2 separate regions of the Mus musculus genome follow, and region 1 is linked to region 2. Evidence: chromatin contacts called from public HiChIP or PLAC-seq data. All regions are on one chromosome and are shown on one strand. Each heading gives the region's core, a stretch centred on a gene start, on an enhancer-like site or on the middle of the called end of the contact. The rest is flanking DNA. Distances are from core to core; before and after follow the strand shown.

Region 1 (2,934 bases), core at 227-2,726, 300 kb after region 2:
CTTCTCTGTGGGGGGGGGTCTCAGGTCTTCTTCATCCACCTCTGCTCTGGCTGCCCTCCCTGTCCCCCCCCCCCCGCGTCCCCCCCCCCCCCGGGTGGCCACCAGACAGTTTCTAGCTCCCTGCCTGAACAGCCTGGGAACACTGTCTCCAAACCATAAGTCTTAGGGAGAGAGTAGAAAGCACTTAGACCGAAGACATCAGCAGGCTGGGTTACAATATAGCCGGAAGGCAAAGGGAATAGGGTTCTGGTGGGGAGCCAGAGCTCAGGTGAGGGGTGGAAAGAGGTCCTTGGATAGAAGCTATGAAATGTGGGTAGGATTTGGGGAATGCCTGTATGTGACCCACTTGAGCAGCAGAGTACTGGAAAATTCCATTTGGGCAGGAAAGGGACCTTGAAGAATGTGGGTGGGCCTCAGAGAGGCTAAAGTCCCCAGAGAGAGGTGGCCCCGTGTGCCTGAGGCAGACTCACAATCAGACCTGGCCTTGGATGTGCTGTGACCATTATCCCCACAATTTTGGGACAGAGGGTTGTACCCAGATAAGGAAGTGGCTCACTCACGGGGGCTGCTGTAGGTGTAGTGTCCAGGAGCCCCCGCAGGCTGCAGTACCATGATCTTGGTCTCACACTGGTTTTTCCTGTGGGTAGATTGCCCTTGAAGTAAGGGACCAAGCCCCAGGATGTCTCCCAGAATTTGCCATAACCCCTTGTCTCACCTGAGGAAGGTAGAGGTGAGATTGAGGCCGCCTTCTGTGGAGGGGGCTACCACTGTCTTGCACATATACAATACAGCTTTCTTCTCCCGGAACCAGCTTGAGTTGGAGGCGAGGCCCGCGCTGTACCAGCGCCCCAGGAACTGCGACCAGTGGATGCCTGGGTCTGCTCCATGAGCCCCTCATGGGCAGACCCTGGTGGGCTGGTCTTCCCTCCTCTGACTCCTCCCCACACAGGTCCTAGCAGCATGCCTCTCTCTCCACTCCCCTCCCTTTCTAGCAGGCTGGCTCATCGCCCCATGGAGGAGTGGGTAGCAGAGACCCCCCTCTTTCCCCAGGGTGTTGAACTCCTTGTCTTTGTCACAGCCCTCATCCTAGTCCACTATATCAGAGCATACCACATTCCTGACAGAGTCAGGTGGACCAACCAGGCTGTGTGCCAGGGTGGTTCCAGCTAGCTCCCATGCACAAGCACACAGGCTGACAGTGCCCAGAACACCCTCTTTGGTAAGAGAAAGCCTGGCTCTGGCCTGAGGGCTCTGCTTCTTTGGGTGTGGGGTAGGGGGCCTTCTCACCTTGTCTTGTTGAAAGTTGGGCTGCACTGTGTCATGGCCCTGGGCTGGGGTCTGTGGGAATCCCAAGAGACCCAGGAGGACCAAACCCATCCACAGCATGCGAAGAGCAGCCATTTGCTCAGAGCAGAGCAGGTGCCTGGGCCTGATGCCAGCAATGTGGACAAAGCAAGGAAAACTGGGCAGAAGGAGCAGAGGGCACTGTGGAGACCCCCTATTTATGAGTCAGGCTTGGCCTCCACCCAAAGCCCAAGGACTGCCCACTGAAGGCTCGTGATGTTGGTGTGAGGGAGGGTGGCTGTCCCAGCTGCAGCCTCATCTGCTAATTATGTAAGAGGTTCCAGCTGAGCCCCACACCTCCTAGAAGAAGAAACCTCTGCCTGCCCCCATCCCCAGCTCCAGAGGCAGAACTGGCTCAGACCTTGCCCACTCCTGCCGGCAAAGCCCACATACCTCACAGTGGGGATGGTGCCGGGTGTGTACTCTGGCGCTTCCCTGCTGCTGGAAAATCTAGTCACTTCCCACCTAGGGCTAAGACCTGCTTCTCACAAGCCCTACCTATCATCCCTCTCCAAGTCCCATGACCCCAGCAGGGAACACAAAGCACCATTTGTGCCTTGAACATTTGGTCCTGAAAGGCTAGCAGTCATGAGGCCATGAGGAACCCTCACCAAGATAAAGAAGCTCACGCACTCTACCCTGAAGCAAATCCAAGAACCGGCATGTTGAGTACAGCCTCCCCCGTGGTCAGCTTCTGGGGTTCACATGGTGGCCCTTTGGGCTCCCATAGAGGTGGTGGGTGGGAAGGGTGAAGCGGTGGGCTTCAAGCTACTATAGGTGAGGACAGAGTCTGTGGCTTCCTCCTGGCTTCCAAGATCTGTCTCTGGATGGGACACCAATGACCACAGAAGAGAGAGAGAGCCAGCCCACACTGCCCTTCATCCCGTCCCTGGGGCCCAGGAACATTTATTTATCCTGGGTTCTGGGGCACAGGATCATTTAACATGAACATCTGAGTGGTCTTTGTGAGGAAGGTCTCTTGCTTTCTCACTAATGTTGGGGCTACCGGAAGTGGGTAGATTCCAGAACCCCTTTACTCAGCCCACCTCAGCCCCTCCCTGCCCAGAACACTCAGCTCCATCCATGCCCAGAACCTAAGGAGAGAGGATCTGTCAGAGGGAAGCTGACCACAGAGCCCGACCCCAGCCAGGCCCAGCGGCTGATCTGGGAGTTTTCTCCAGAGGGGCTGAGGATGGGGGCAAGAAGAACAACATGCCAGGTGGTGGTGCCGCACGCCTTTAATCCCAGCACTTGGGAGGCAGAGGCAGGCAGATTTCTGAGTTTGAGGCCAGCCTGGTCTACAGAGTGAGTTCCAGGACAGCCAGGGCTACACAGAGAAACCCTGTCTCAGAAAAACAAACAAACAAACAAACAAACAAACAAACAGAAGAGCAACATGGCAAAACCTGGGAGCATCAACCTGTGTGTGGGGTCCTGTAGATGACTGAAGCAGAGTAATGGGAAGTACTTCCAAGTGTGGAAGCCTCTTGTGGTTTAGATCTGACATGTCCCCAGCACTCTGCTTAAACGTCCTCTGATGGATGACAGTTCTCTGGGGATCTGTGGAACCTTTAGGAGGTGTGGTCTCGC
Region 2 (2,967 bases), core at 249-2,748:
CAGGCAGATCTCTTAAGTTCAAGACTAACCTGATCTACATAGCGAGTTCCAGGACAGCCAAGACTATAAAGAGAGATCCTGTCTCAAGATGACAACAAGATTCAGTAGGCAGGGTAGGAGAGACAGTTCAGAGGCTAAGAGCACTGGTTGCTCTTCTAGAGGACCTAGGTTCAGTACCTAGTACCACCCTTATGGTGACTCAAAACCATCTGTAACTCCAATTCCATGGAACCTCCTCTGGTCTCTGTGGGCACCAGGCACATGTGATACAGGTACACGTGCAGGCAAAACATCCATTCTCATAAAATTTAAAACAAAAATGAAAAGAGGGCAGGCATCAAGTAGAAGACCCTATCAGTGCCCCAAATAATGTCCACTAGCAAGAAATGTCAAAAGCCAGCTCCTAAGTCCCCACCCTCCCTGTGCTCTAGACACTAGGAAGGGAAGGGAGTTTGGGACCTCTCAGAGCCTCTGACCAGGAAGATCTGCCCTCCACAGGGGCTGAGCACAGTCTTTCCCTCATCCCCAGTGAAGCCAAACTGCTGAGATCCCAGAAGCCAAGAGAGCTTGCTCAACACAGAAGGCCCATTGCCCTCATTGGGTGGCTGAGCCTAGAATTCAGGCGCTTTCACTCTGTGATGAAGAAAGGAAGGAACCCTTGAGACTGAAAATAAAGAAGTGAGTTGGGGGGGGGATAGGAAGAAAGGCCTGGGGGAGTGCTGAGGGTGACAAGGCCAGGCCTGCAGTGCCACTGGAGCACATCCTGACCTGGATGGACACCTGACACAGGCAGACACAGACTGCTTCTACCTGCACAGGGCCCCGAGTCTACCCAGAAAAGACACAGCCCACTGACAGGTACATCTGGGGTCTCTAGAACCCTCCCAAGCCAGTTCTGCCCAGGAAATGTCCATGGCCACCTTAAGGAAGCAGGACAGCCTCTCTAGGACTCCGGGATATGAGTTTGTAACAAGGCAAAGGAGAGGCCCCTGTTGGTCACATGTCCTCTACGCTGACAATCTCTATACTGCTAGTCTCACACCTACTCAGCTTGGGCAGTGGGGGAGCCCTGGAGTGGTCCAAGTGGTTGCCTTTGGTCGAGCCCCTGTGAATCAGTATGCTGCTTCTGATAGTTTGATGCCACCACCCCCTCACAATCCTCAGCCATTCTTGGTGGGTCTCTCTCTCTCTCTCTGGTCCCCTACTTCAAGTCTGAGACCCCTGCCCGCTTAACTGCCTGGCAAGGGATTATGTGGGGTCTACCACCTGCTGTGGGTGGTGGCCCTGGTGGGGGGCCACCCCCTGACCCATAATGGGTAGTGCCCAACCCGTGGAAGACAGGGCAGCCTGCAACGGGTACCCCTGCGTCTGGGGCGGGAAGGCAGTGGCGGCCGTTTGCTTTTGAATCCCCGCCGGCGCCCTGAGTGGCCCTTTCAAAGGCAGTGACGGGGGCGGGGGCCGTTCCCAGGCGCGCCCCGCCCGCCCTGCGCCCCTCCTCCCGCTTTCCCACGCCTGCCCGTCCGGCGCGTTCTCACGGCCGCTGCCCATCCCCCGTCTGGGAACCTCCTGCTCCGTGCAAGGACTAGGGGGCGGGGGTGGGGGATGGGGGTGGTGCCCAGGAACACCGGGGAGAAGTGAGTCGGGACCTGTGGGGAGAAAGGCACCCCGGGGCTTGGAGAAAGCACCAGCGAGAAGGGCACCCTAGAATCTTGGGAGATGGAAGAGAAGGAGGACCTACGGGGTGGGGGGGGGTGGGGGCGAGAGCCCACAGAGAATGGCGTTCCAGGGACTGGGGCGGGGCCTCAAGAAGTGGGGGGGGGTGGGTATTTCGTTTGTGAACTGGGTGGAGAGGGGGAGCCCCTGCCAGGCCTGGGAGGAGGCGTCCTGTGTGGCCCAGACCCTGTTTTATTTCTCTGACAAGAGTGGCCCGGGGCAGCAGAGCCTCAGTCTTCAGAGGCCCCAGTCTCCACCTACACTTACTGTCTTGCGCCTGCGCTGACCACTGACTAGGTTGGGGCTCCTAAAGCCTGACCAGTTTTAGCAAGTGCAGATTTCTTCTAGATAAGAACTCCTGAAAACAAAGTTTCCCCCAGGGCTGGAGATGGAGCTTAGTCTGTGGAGTGTTCCTAACAGGCAGAAAGCCCGGCCCCAGTACAATCCTCCCCCCTCCCTCCCCTCCCCCACACCAAGCAGTGCATAAACCCCATCTCTGTAATCCCTGCACAGAAAGATCAAAAGTTCAAGGGTATCCTCAACTAAACAGCAAGGGCCAACCAGGGCTACCTCAGAGCCTGGGTTTTGTTTTGCTTTTCTTTAAGATAGTTCACACGTTGCTTGGCTTCATTTGTAAGGGACAGTGTTCTGCTCTTGAAGGGAGCTGATAACCTGTGGGCTGTGTATGGCCCATTGTCCAGACCGTGGGCCTTACAACTTGATCCACAGAGGGACTGAAGCACCCATGAAGTGTACAGAGCTCTAGGTTCACATGCTGTTCACAGACAAGGCAGACCACTAGCTTTCAAACCTGGGAGTCGAATGGCCCAACCTGTAAGACCCTGGCCCCCACAACTTAGGCCTAAGAGCCCAGAGAAGACTGAGTAAAGGGTCCCACCACAGGGCCATGGCCCCAGCGTCTGCTTTCCAGTGAGGTAAAGAAGACTGGGCCTGGGGTGAGATGGCTCAGTGGGTAAGAGCACCCGACTGCTCTTCTGAAGGTCCAGAGTTCAAATCCCAGCAACCACATGGTGGCTCACAACCATTCGTAACAAGATCTGACTCCCTCTTCCGGTGTGTCTGAAGACAGCTACAGTGTACTTACATATAATCAATAAATAAATCTTAAAAAAAGAAGAATAAGAAGACTGAGCCTAGTTCCCTTGCTGGGAATCAACGTTAATTCTGTAGGCAGGTGCAGGGTCAAGAGAGGTCAGACTGATGCTGGCCTCCCCTAGTGTAGGATGTGCAGTC

What was found. HiChIP or PLAC-seq counts read pairs in DNA pulled down with a chosen protein or histone mark.
Region 1: an HNF4G HiChIP or PLAC-seq map of pancreatic cancer cells shows a contact between it and region 2. The contact joins the promoter of Ptgds here to the enhancer-like site in region 2. A contact is called at or near these places in 2 of 39 promoter capture datasets (the SN4741 cell line and pre-B cells), 2 of 115 datasets of contacts at active chromatin or transcription factors (bone marrow-derived macrophages and pancreatic cancer cells) and 2 of 9 other capture datasets (adipose tissue and liver).

The regions. Positions count from the first base shown.
Region 1 is chr2:25,468,273-25,471,206 of GRCm38.p6, forward strand. Ptgds (prostaglandin D2 synthase (brain)) reads right to left here and starts at 1,477. Exons shown (of 7, transcript NM_008963.3): 1 at 1,288-1,477; 2 at 716-855; 3 at 561-637. The coding sequence starts at 1,401.
Region 2 is chr2:25,166,648-25,169,614 of GRCm38.p6, forward strand. No RefSeq gene overlaps it. Among named protein-coding and RNA genes, the nearest start is that of Nrarp, 13 kb to the right of the region's middle. Within about 2 kb of position 1,499, at least 171 of the 459 cell types and tissues checked have an H3K27ac peak or open chromatin away from gene starts, as enhancers often do. A contact at or near this core is called in liver and pancreatic cancer cells, where this site is marked.